Linked DNA regions of Bos taurus: region 2 is linked to region 1. The links are chromatin contacts, called in public Hi-C maps. All regions are on one chromosome and are shown on one strand. Each heading gives the region's core, a stretch centred on a gene start, on an enhancer-like site or on the middle of the called end of the contact. The rest is flanking DNA. Distances are from core to core; before and after follow the strand shown. Region 1 holds the start of CCDC82 (coiled-coil domain containing 82). Region 2 holds the start of CEP57 (centrosomal protein 57).

Region 1 (6,205 bases), core at 2,485-4,984:
TTTTTTTAGCAATGGAAGTGTTACTGAACCAAGTAACACTCCCCAAGATGTTTATGGCTCCCCAAGATGATTACTTTTTTTTGGTGGGGGAGAGATATCACCTATTTGATTGTACAGATTCTGTTATGTTTATAAGACAATGTAACTGCTTCTATAATGGTAACAACTCGTACAAAATAAGAACAACAGTTGCTAAGACTATACAAAAGAAATTATAATGTAGGCAATCTTATGACAGTAACTGCTACAAAATACATTCAGCATTGTAACAGTAATCGAACAAATCCTAGTCCATAGACCAAATATTCTGCTATTTGAAATTACAGTCAGATTGCATCTTCCAGAAGATCTGTATTAATATCAGCAAAGAATAAAACTGTACCCTTTTTTTTAAAGATCTCTATATTGCTTTTCAAAGTATGGATTTTTGTACACTATAGTGCTTCAAAATATGTCCATCCAGTTTCTCTTTCAAGTTTTAAACATATTACTGTTTCTTTTTATTAAGCACTAGGTAAATTATGTAGATTGTATTTTGAAGCCATGTAGTACAAAGAAGTTGGAGAAAGCAATGGCAACCCACTCCAGTACTCTTGTCTAGAAAATCTCATGGGCAGAGGAGCCTGGTAAGCTGTAGTCCATGGGGTCAGGAAGAGTCACAGGATTGAGCAACTTCACTTTCACTTCTCCCTTTCATGCACTGGAGAAGGAAATGGCAACCCACTCCAGGGTTCTTGTCTGGAGAACCCCAGGGACAGGGGAGCCTGGTGGACTGCCGTCTATGGGGTCACACAGAGTCGGACACGACTGAAGTGACTTAGCAGCAGCAGCAGTACAAAGTATTTTTAAAGAACATATAGTTATAAATTTGCACAAGCTAACTTATATGTACTTTTCACTGTAACAAGAAGGTAAGGCTGTTTTATAAAAATCTCTCTGAATTGGGAGAAATAATGGAAAAAAAGTTTATGAAAACCAAAGACAAATATGGCCTCAGCAGACACACAAAGAATGGGCAGTAGGAACACTAAAGTAAAAGATCATTTTTATTAGTACTCAAAGCAGTTTCATACACACTGGATGTTTATCTTACAAAACTGTACCATGTGCAAAACAGCTATTTATCATATCAAGAGGTGACTCCTGATGGCAGAAACAACTAAGAAAGTCACACTATACAAATACCTGTGACTGCCACAGAGTTAAGCTATTAAAACACCCTTTATGTATAGCAATTTTCAGTGCATTTTCAGATATATCTTAAAGTCCTGACAATGATCCTAGAAGGAAAATATTATCTATCTTCAATTATAAAAGTCAAAGCCAAGGACGTAGATTTTAAATGACTTACCAAAGATCACACAGCTCGTTAGTGACCGAACAGGGATTAGAAACCAGGTCTTCTGATTCCCAGTCCAGCGTTACACAATGACTGCTGCCAATATTATATGTGTACAAAGTAGGAAAAGTTATGCTTTCAAAAAGTCATTACTGTATCTCTCATTCACGCTAAATTTTAGTTTCAGAAAATAATCATTAAAATAGTCTTAGTAAGTTTACAAACATGCTTTTTAAATTATGTAACTGAGCACAGGAGTTAGGCCAGAAACTATAAATTATTTATCCAAAACGCAAAACAAGAATGTGCAACAGAGATGAAAATTTGAAGGCTTCCCTCTACCACCATACTGATGACACCGATCACAAAATTTAAGGGATTCCCCATTGAATCCAAATGTAAAGATTCCAAAGAAAGGTAGTCTCTGGTGAGAAAAAAATTGATTTTGGAAAACTTCAGTGTTGAATATTGAGGAGGCAAACTTTATATAAACAAATAAAATTTCATTTGGCCAAGTGCCAAATTTCCAGGGCCTCTTTCCTATTTCAAAACTGCTGTTTAATGTCAATAATGTCCCAAATTCTGTCATTGAAAAAGATAATTTGATTATGGCTGGCTCTTTTTTTAAATTGTGGATACTTTTACTTTGTGAGCTGGGGAGAGAAGAAGGATGACAGAGGGAAAAGGTGAGTGAACTGAACTTGAGGAGACAAATGAAAGGTTGATGGTAAAACATCTCTTGAGCATTAGAATTCACTCAGAAAACAGTCCAGGCAAATGGATGTAATTTCTACATAGGCTGAGTATACACTCAATTTCTTGAAATCATTGTTTAAGCAAAGTTTTAATAATACCTTACCTTTTAGGCAAAGAGAAAAACAGAGGCTCCAAACAGAAAGCATTAAATAAGTGAATGAAGATGATCAGTACTATCGCATCTTTGTGCTTCATGGTTAAAATCACTTAAGATGCACATACTATCTTGTCTGCCAAAGAATGTCAGGGCGATAACCCATAAGCCTTATGCTCTTTCTCTAACACAGGGGTAACTAAAGGGGGTACTTTGATGCTACCTGAACTTCTCATCAGAAGAAATATCCTTTATTCTAGATTTTGAGATTAATTTATCAAAAAAAGATTCATTCTAAGAATCACCCACTTGCCCTATGAACAATGTAGGTGATAGTTTAAAAATTAAAAATTTGAAAGGCAGTGGAACTCCCACCATTACCTGAAATTCTACCAGAAGGGATGCGCCCTATCTGAAAAACATGACCCCTCCTTAAGGTTTCCTTTTGTATGACAGTTTGGACAGGAAACCGTAACAAACCAAAGCACTGAATGCATATACTATGTGCTAGCACCAATTCGGAGCTGTGGCGTTTCTCAAGAATTTAACGACACCGTCTCTGCTCCCACGGAGCTCACAATCTGATGAAAGGAGCATCTAAACAAGCCAGAGTAATACATGATTTAAGGACTACAGAATATGATTCCTTTTTTTTTTTTTTTTTTGCTTTTACCGTATTGCTGGGAACAAATGTATCATAGTTCTTCCACTAAAACAGGGCAGCACTACACGACAGAAGTAGGAAAATAGCAAGAAATATATAGAAAAAGCCAATGTCCCCCACTGAGGCTCACAGTTCAGTATTCCACAATTTCGCATACAGTGAATCCTGCCAGCTAGCATCCCGGACTACTACAGCATTCACCGAAGTCTATAACCCTGAAGACGGTTCGCTAAATAGAGTGGGGCTGAGGGGCTGAGGAAGGAACAGAGCCTCTCGGAGTTAACACCAGAGCACAACACCAGATACTCTGGTTGTATCTCGTGATACAAACCTGGCTCCTCCGCGGGGCACAGACGCCTGGCGCAGCAAGCCCGCCCGCCCACCACTCGCCACCTGATGGGAAGGGCGCCGCAGCTGGGACGCGGGACCCTCCGACACGGCTTGGCGAGAACCCGCGCGGAACGTCACAGACACCCAGAGCTTACAGGAGCTCGACCCCCAGAAACGAGAACCTGGAAACACCAGAGAAGCGCGCGAAGTCACCCACTGCGTCCCGCCCATCCGGCCGGCCCACTTCCCCTTCGCGGAAGGAGCGGGCGACCAGCCCGCCGCAATCCCCGCGGCGCGCGCGAGGAGCGAAGCGCAGGGCGGGGAGCAGTCCCGCCCACCCCGAGAGCGCCCGCGGGAACGTTTCCCTCCTGCAGGCTGCGAGGCGCGGCTTCCCCCGCCCCTCGAACAAACCGTCAGCAGCAGAAGCGAAAGCGAGTCCCCGCCCCAAGGGAGCCCGCGCCGCCCCCGCGCTCTCACCTTTCAAACCTCCCCAACCTCCGCCTCCGCCTAGGTACCCAAGTCCGGACAGGCGACGTTCCCCCTCCTTCCGGGAGCCAAGGGAAGTCCCGCCTCTGGGCGGGGCGAGGGGCGGGGTCGCGTGGCGGGAGGGGGCGTCTTCCGGGAGCGTGCGCTAGTGGGAGGAGCGGCTGCCGCGCGTTAGGCAGGGCGCCGCCGAGGGGTCCTGGTTTCGACTGAGGTTGGGAGAGGGTCTCGGCGGGCTTGTGAGGGGCCGGGAGGACTGTGCAGACTAAGTAAGCCCGACGCGGGGAAGTGGGGCTTGCTGTGGAAAGGTCTGGTTGCTGGGGAAGGAATCCAGCGTCACGTCCCTCTGGGGAAGGGGGCCAGTCCCCGACTCCCTGACTCTTCCGCTCTCGGCGGTAACTTTGGGGTGTGGCAGGGGTTAGTGACGGCTGTTGACCCGCGATCTGGGCCTGAAGGAGGTTTGTGGTCGCGATGGGGAGATAGTCTTTCTCGAGGCCTCTGGGGGAATAAAACAAATGTTTGTAATCCGGATTATCCGCGGTGACTTGGGCCTCCTCTGCTGCCCAAGTAAAGTTAAAGGCCTGAGCCCTGAAACTTCCGCCGGCCAAGCCCAGCTAGGGACGGGGTCAGGGCCACCGGGTTCCCTGTGAGGTTGAAAGAGTGAGTGTGTAAGGCTGTGTTAAAGTGAGTCAGTGAGAGTAGGTAGAATTTTGTGGGTTGCTTCCGTGTGAGTGTGGGAACTGAGTCCCACAGCCTCACCATGTCAGGGAAACGGAAGCGTGTGGTGTTGACCATTAAAGATAAGCTTGATATAATAAAGAAACTTGAAGATGGAGGTTCTTCCAAACAACTGGCAGTGATTTATGGAATTGGTGAAACGACCGTTCGAGATATAAGGAAAAATAAGGAAAAGATCATAACTTACGCAAGCAGTTCAGACTCCACAAGTCTTCTGGCTAAGAGGAAATCTATGAAACCATCCATGTATGAGGAACTGGACAAAGCGATGCTAGAATGGTTCAACCAGCAAAGAGCAAAAGGGAATCCCGTGTCTGGACCAATTTGCGCAAAAAGGGCAGAATTCTTCTTTTATGCTTTGGGAATGGATGGTGATTTTAACCCCTCTGCTGGTTGGTTAACTCGTTTTAAGCAGCGGCACAGCATTAGAGAGATCAATATTAGAAACGAAAGATTAAGTGGAGATGAGACTGCTGTGGAGGATTTTTGCAGCAACTTTCGAGACTATATTGAACGAGAGAATTTGCAGCCCGAGCAAATCTACAATGCAGATGAAACTGGACTGTTTTGGAAATGCCTGCCTTCCAGGACTTCGGTAATCAAAGGTAAATGCACAGTCCCTGGGCACAAGTCAATGGAAGAAAGAGTCACTATCATGTGTTGTGCCAATGCAACAGGTTTACACAAACTTAAGCTTTGTGTTGTGGGGAAAGCAAAGAAACCTCGCTCCTTCAAGTCAACTGACACCTCAAACCTGCCAGTCTCTTATTTCAGCCAAAAAGGCGCATGGATGGATCTTTCCATTTTCCGACAGTGGTTTGATAAGATCTTTGTGCCCCAAGTTCGAGAGCACTTAAGATCCAAAGGGTTGCAAGAAAAGGCTGTACTCTTGTTGGATAATTCACCAACACATCCAAATGAAAACGTCCTCAGGTCAGATGATGGCCAAATATTTGCTAAATATTTACCACCTAATGTGGCTTCGTTGATTCAGCCCTTGAATCAGGGAGTCATAGCTACAATGAAGAGGAACTACCGAGCACGTCTTCTCCAGAACAACTTGGAAGAAGGCAATGACCTGAGATCATTCTGGAAGAAGCTAACTCTACTAGATGCACTTTATGAAATAGCAATGGCATGGAATTTAGTAAAGCCAGTTACCATCAGCAGAGCATGGAAGAAGATTCTCCCTACCATAGAGGAGAAAGAAGGCCTGGACTTCGATGAAGAAGATATCTCAGTGGCTGCCATCGCTACCATTTTACAACACACCAAAGGATTGGAAAATGTGCCTACTGAGAACATTGAAAAATGGCTTGAAGTGGACAGTACTGAACCAGGCTATGAAGTCTTAACTGACAGCGAAATCATCAAAAGAGCACAAGGTCACACAGATGAATCCAGTGAAAATGAGGAGGAGGAAATAGAACTGATTCCAGAGAAACATATTAATCATGCAGCTGCTCTCCAATGGACTGAAAATTTATTGGATTATCTAGAACAACAAGGTGATATGATTCTGCCTGATAGACTGGTGATTCGTAAACTTCGAGCCACCATCAGAAATAAACAAAAGATGGCAAACTCAAGTCAGTAATGGCGTATCAGTGTTAGTATTGTTTTGGTAATTGTGTAACTCTTGACTTCTTTGCAATATGGCTTTTCTTGGTGTTCTGAGTTCTCAGACACAGCCCTGTGAAATATAGATATCTGAAGCAGTTTAAGGATTATGTGTTTTGTAGCATCTGTCCCTTTATTTGTGTAATCAGAAGCTGATTCTGTATAGGTGTAAGTTACATAC
Region 2 (6,205 bases), core at 1,868-4,367, 640 kb before region 1:
TTTTTACATGTTTTTATTGCATATTTTAAATGGAAACAAAACTAAAATTTTATTGTTTCCTATTTACACATTTACAATGGCAATCTTCACACTTGCCATTATGTATGCACAGAATCAGTGCCTACATAACCTTTCATTGTTCGCTCTTCACTATTATGATACTCATACCTACTTGTGAAGACATTCTTCTTCTTCATTATTCTTTTTATAAGCTCTTCTATGGGTACTGAGGCTCTAACAGGAATCACTCCATTAAAAGATATGTGTTTTTCTTCCACTGGTGACAAGTTACTAGACTTTGCTGTAGACCTTTCCTCAAGTCCATGTCAGCACTAACATTCTACCTTTTTAAGTTTTTTTGATGTGGGCCATTTTTAAAGTCCTTACTCGGACTTTAAACAAACAAACATTATTTGTTAAAGTACTGTTTCTGTTTTTGTGTTTTGTTTTTTGATGGCCTGAGAGCATGTTGGATCTTAGCTCCTTCACCAGGGATGGAACCTGCACCCCCCTGCATTGGAAGGCACTTAACCACCGAACTACAAAAGATGATCCTGTCATTTTTTTTCCCCCACATCTTAACAATAACAATTGATATTTGCACTTTTCATTAGCAAGGCTGTATATTTTCCTTGCAATATTTTTTATTTCCTCAGGTATAAACTATAGCTGTAAAATACTCATTAATTTTTGGTGAACATTCTCTCTCCTACTATGCAGAAACATGTAGTAAGTGCTTACAACTAAAATTTTGAGAAACTAAAGCATTTTATTTAAAAAAGCTTTAATATATATATGGGGTTACAAGCCTCAAGTATTCCTTACAGACAATACTTTGCCTTTAACAATCAAAAACTGTTCAATATACAAACCTCTCTTGTTGAAATTCTGATCTGCAGTAAGTACATTTTACAATTGGATGTGCAATCCGACATTCCTGTAATAAGACAATATACTAGTCAGTATCTATCTCGAAGTCCCAAATTTCACTTTTCTGGTGGAGAATTATTACTCAACCTAGTCAAATGCCTGAAATGTCAATAAAATCTGTCCCCCAACGAAGACAATTGAGTGATTTTATCAAGTAAGTGGCCAATTACAGCATAATTCCTTAGGGAAGGCTTAGGTGTCTTTGTCTTTATTAGATGTGGGGGGTACTCAACAGATGAAAATTACAGAACGCTGTCAGGGCCGACCCCAAGGACTGGTTAAATGTGAAACTACTTGTTATTTTGCACCGTCGCTCACAGACAGCATCCCGGCTTTAATGGGATGGGAGGAGCTCCAAATCTTAGAGCATTCTGTTCCCAAGCCAGACGCTTCGCTTTCCCGGACAGGGAAGGAGGATGCCATCAGCTCTGCGGCTTCGGGTTCCTAGCAAGAAAGTGCAAACACCGTCCTCTGCCTCCCGGTGGAAGGAGAGGACAGACCAGACAGAAAACCGAGAGGAAAACGTCTCCACCCCGGGGTCTCTGCGGCATAGACAGGTGGCTGCCTCACGCAGCCCCACCCCGAGACCCCCTCAACGTTGCTGGGGCCCGGACCCTTCTCGGGCCGCCTGGAAGAGGGCACGGCTCTGTCCTCCTCTCAGGGGCTTTCCCAGCGGATGCCCAGGTCCTCGGAGAACCGGGTCTCTGGGTGAGGAGGCGAGAACTCCAAACCCCCAAAACGCCAGCGAGGAGACACAGGGGGAGGAGTGGGGGGGGCTGCAGTGCCACACGGGCACCCAGCTCCCTCGGGCCACGGCCGAGGAAACCCCGCCCGCCCGCCACCCAGCGCCCACGGACCTTGCAGAGCTGCTGGCCCTGGGAGAGCTCCTCGAAGGGATAGCGCTGGGTGCACTTGGTGCAGGCGTACAGGGCCGAGGCCGCCATCCTGCTCCTCAGCCTCCTCCTCTACCGCCGCCCGCTCCGAGGCGGGGCCCCACGGGGAACTCGGGCGCCGCCGCCGCCGCCGCCGCCGCCCGGGCCGCGCGGGCTCCTCCTCCTCCTCCCCCGCCCTCGGCCTCGGCCTCGCGCCCACCAGACCCTCGCCGCCAGAGCCCGAGGCCCCGCGGCCACAGCCGTCTCCCTCCGCCTCCACTTCCGCCCCAGCCCACCCAGTGACGCCGTCCCAGCCGCTCCCGCTTAGGCCCCGAGAGCGGCGGAGGGAGACGAAGCGGGGAGTTTCGCTGCGGTTTAGCTGCGCGGCGGCAGATCCGCTTCCTCCTCGGCCTCCCCTTCCCCACCCCTGATTGGCTGAGGCGGCGACTGCGTCACTCGGCCGCCCCGCCTAGCTTCTGACCCCCGCTACGCCGGGCGCGCCCACAAAAGGAGGACGTCGCTGGCCAATAACAGCCAGACGGCCTCAGCGCGCGAAAGCAGCTTTAAACTTGCCCCGCCCCGAGGCCCCGGTCGCGGCTATTTCCAGCAGCCAGTCCCAGGTTTGCGTGGGAGCTCCCAATCTAATTGGGCAGTTGTTTGTGGAGGTTTACTCTCTGCCCCGACTCTTTTTTTTTTTTTTTCTCCCCTTGACTTCCATTGGACCAAATCTCTAGGCTCCTCCTTATCGTATTTGTTATTGGCCGAAAGGGAAGTACCTCACCTGGAGAGGCGTCCCCGGGTCAAACTCAAGCTCTCTCCGGCGTTTAGCCCGAGGGAAGTGATGGAGAGTTTTGAGCTTCGAATTCGGTTTTATTTTATCCCATTCGACTCACTCGCCACTGGAGACACCAAAACCCCTCGCCCAGGTTTCCCCCTCGAGAAGGCCCGCCTCTGCGCAGGAGCGCCGCCCGGTCGCCCGCCGCGTCCCGGCGGCGATCTGTCAGCGACGAGCTACCTTGTGACGTCACCGAGGGAAGAGGCGGGTTCTCCCGCCAGCGGAAGACGCCTGCTCTCTTGATTGGCTGCTCAGGACGTCCGTTAGGGCGTGTGGTCCTTTCCGTGTGCGCTCCGAGCGTGGGCGTCCCGCTGGGGGTGTGTGGCAGGGGTTTCCAGACCCGGCACCAGCACCCTAGCTCCTTCCATCAGGGGTTCGGCTCAGGGTCGCCCCTGGCGGGCGGCTCGCGAATCTTGAAGAACAGCCACGCGAACCCAGAGCGTGCCGGGGCTGCGGAGCTCCCCTGGGCGGGCTGGAAGATGGCGGCAGCATCGGTCTCTGAGACTTCGGCTTCTCAGTTCTCGGTAAGAAGCCGTTGACCTCCGAACAGACCCTGAGTCGGTCCCAGTGCCCCCTGTGCATTATCTCACTTTTCAGAGCGCTCTCGGTCCCGCGTCTCCCCCAGTCCGCGGGGTGGCCCCGTTGCTGCCTCGGCGCCCACTGCTTCGTTTGAGGCTGCACCCTGCAATTGAGACGACTCAGGTCTGTCTCTCCCCCCCGTCACCTTTCGGCGTAGCCGCCCTGGTTTGCAGAACGTTGCCTGGACTCGCAGGGATGGCTACCTACACCTTGGCCCGCGAAAACCGCGTTCCCGGGTCACGTGGGTGTAACGGCCCCTCTTGGAAACTCCGAGACCAGGTGGGCGCTCTAGTTCGTCGGCTTGATTGGCAGCTATTGAATTGTACGCAGTCGAGTGCTTCTGCGGATTTCTTTGCTTTCAGTGCCTCCTCCCTTCCTCCCAGAAACTTCGATTTGTGCTTAGCCTACCCCGAGCGCGCGCGCGCTCTTCCCGCTTCCACCATATTACGATGACCCCGGGTTGCAAATCAGCAGGGAGAGCTGATGTTAAATACTGTATTGGCCTCTAGAAGAATCGCTAGCCTGTTAAGGTACTAGTATTTTGTTGGAGCGGGACCCTTCGCATTGGGAGTAGATAGGCAGTAATGAATGTGCAGAAGTTCAAGTTAGCTCTTTATCTAGCAAACCTGAGTGGCATACAGACAGACTCTAGGATTACACAGATGAATAGGGGAGAATCCTTGCTACTAAGGAAGAAAGCACTGAAGAGAAGCTACATGTAATTAGGTTGTTACACAGTACAGTTTGATAAATACCAACCTGGTAGAAGAACCTACGTTAAAGTGATTAGCAGTTCTTGGGGTGGGGAAGATGAAACTAGCTGAGTGGTGAAGGAATAGGAAATGCTTGTCCCAGAAGACGCAAAGGGAGGAGAAAAAGGCACCGCAGGCAATTTGGAATATGTGTCAAGACAAGTGCTTTCAGAAAACTTGAAATAATTTGAAATAGGCAGAGGTAGTGTGAAGGTAGAGTTCGGTTAGGTGAATTGTTAAAATATGACAAAAGAGGGAGAATATTAGGGTAAGATTGTCATAGAAGTTAATGGGGAAAAATTTAGGGAGACAGTAACAGCAGAATCACTTTGGCGAAAATACACCTTTTCCCAGTTTCACCTTTTGGTGACTGTTGCTAAAATTTGTTTTACTGAGGCCAGAAGTGGTTTTCAGGGTTTCAGCACAATGAAGGCACAATGAAGTGTGTGGAGAGGTGAGAGAAGATTAACAGGAAAGAAGGAAGGTGACAACTGGAGTTATCCAGGAACTAAGTCAGTAAAAGGGAAGATAAAAGACAAGCTTAGCCTATTACGTGTAAGTAGATGGATGAGATTATATCAGTCAGTTCAGTCACTCAGTAGTGTCCGACTGTTTGCCACCACATGGACTACAGCACACCAGACCTCCCTGTCCATCACCAACTCTGGAGTTTACCCAAACTCATGTCCATTGAGTCGGTAATGCCATCCAACCATCGTATCTACTGTTGTCCCTTTTTCTCCCACCTTCAATCTTTCCCAACATCAGGGTCTTTTCAAATGAGTCAGCTCTTTGCATCACATGGCCAAACTATTGGAATTGCAGCTTCAACATCAGTCCTTCCAGTAAACATTCAGGACTGATTGTAGGATGGACTGGTTGGATCTCTTTGCAGTCCAAGGGACTCTCAAGAGTCTTCTTCAGCACCACAGTTCAATAGCATCTCTTTCTTTGGTGCTCGGATTTCTTTATAGTCCAACTCTCACATCCATACATGACTACTGGAAAAACCATAGCCTTGACTAGATGGACCTATGTTGGCAAAGTAATGTCTCTGCTTCTTAATATGCTGCCTAGGTTGGTCATAATTTTCCTGCCAAGGAGTAAGCATCTTTTAATTTCATGGCTGCAGTCACCATGTGCAGTGATTTTAGAGCCCCCCAAAATAAAGTCTGTCACTGTTTGCCCATCTATTTACCATGAAGAGATGGGACCAGATGCCATGATCTTAGTTTTCTGAATGTTGAGCTTTAAGCCAACTTTTTCACTCTCTTCTTTCACTTTTATCAAGAGGCTCTTTAGTTCTTCACTTTCTGCCATAAGGGTGGTGTCATTTGCATATCTGAGGTTATTTATATTTCTCTTGGCAATCTTGATTCCAGCTTGTGCTTCATTCAGCCCAGCATTTCTCTTGATGTACTTTGCATATAAGTTAAATAAGCAGGGTGACAATATACAGTCTTGATGTACTCCTTTACCTATTTGGAACCAGTCTGTTGTTCCAAGTCTGGTTCTAACTGTTGCTTCCTGACCTGCATACAGATTTCTCAAGAGGCAGGTCAGGTGGTCTGGTATTCCCATCTCTTTCAGAATTTCCCACAGTTTATTGTGATCCACACAGTCAAAGGCTTTGGCATAGTCAATAAAACAGAAGTAGATTTTTTCTGGAACTCTCTTGCTTTTTCAATGATCCAGCAGATGTTGGCAATTTGATCCCTGGTTCCTCTGCCTTTTCTAAATCCAGCTTGAACATCTGAAAGTTCACGGTTCACATATTACTGAAGCCTGGCTTGGAGAATTTTGAGTATTATTTTGCTAGCATGTGAGATGAGTGCAAGTGTGCGGTAGTTTGAGCATTCTTTGGCATTGCCTTTCTTTGGGATTGGAATGAAAATTGATCTTTCCAGTCCTGTGGCCACTTCTAAGTTTTCCAAATTTGCCGGCATATTGAGTGCAGCACTTACACAGCATCATCTTTTAGGATTTGAAATAGCTCAACTGGAATTCCATCACCTCCACCGGCCCACTTGTCTTCACATTCCAGGATGTCTGGCTCTAGGTGAGTGATCACACCATCATCATCATCTGGGTCATGAAGATCTTTTTTGTACAGTTCTATATATTCTCGCCACCTCTTCTTAATATCTTCTGCTTCTGTTAGGTCCCTACCATTTCTGTCCTTTATCGAGCCCATCTTTGCATGAAATGTTCCCTTGGTATCTCTAATTTTCTTGAAG

What was found. Hi-C and Micro-C count contacts between places; a contact is called where the count stands out from the background.
Region 2: a Hi-C map of liver shows a contact between it and region 1, with 2.2 times the contacts expected there. The contact joins the promoter of CEP57 here to the promoter of CCDC82 in region 1. A contact is called at or near these places in 2 of 11 Hi-C or Micro-C datasets (liver and an unstated tissue).

What each region holds. Positions count from the first base shown.
Region 1 is chr15:13,849,519-13,855,723 of ARS-UCD2.0, reverse strand. CCDC82 (coiled-coil domain containing 82) reads right to left here and starts at 3,734. Exons shown (of 10, transcript NM_001046094.2): 1 at 3,661-3,734; 2 at 3,185-3,365; 3 at 1,352-1,435. It overlaps JRKL (JRK like), which reads left to right and starts at 3,817. Exons shown (of 1, transcript XM_005215769.5): 1 at 3,817-6,205. The coding sequence starts at 4,427. The coding sequence ends at 6,001.
Region 2 is chr15:14,485,526-14,491,730 of ARS-UCD2.0, reverse strand. CEP57 (centrosomal protein 57) reads left to right here and starts at 3,117. Exons shown (of 11, transcript NM_181450.1): 1 at 3,117-3,161. The coding sequence starts at 3,117. FAM76B (family with sequence similarity 76 member B) reads right to left here and starts at 1,874. Exons shown (of 10, transcript NM_001206303.1): 1 at 1,788-1,874; 2 at 873-937. The coding sequence starts at 1,874.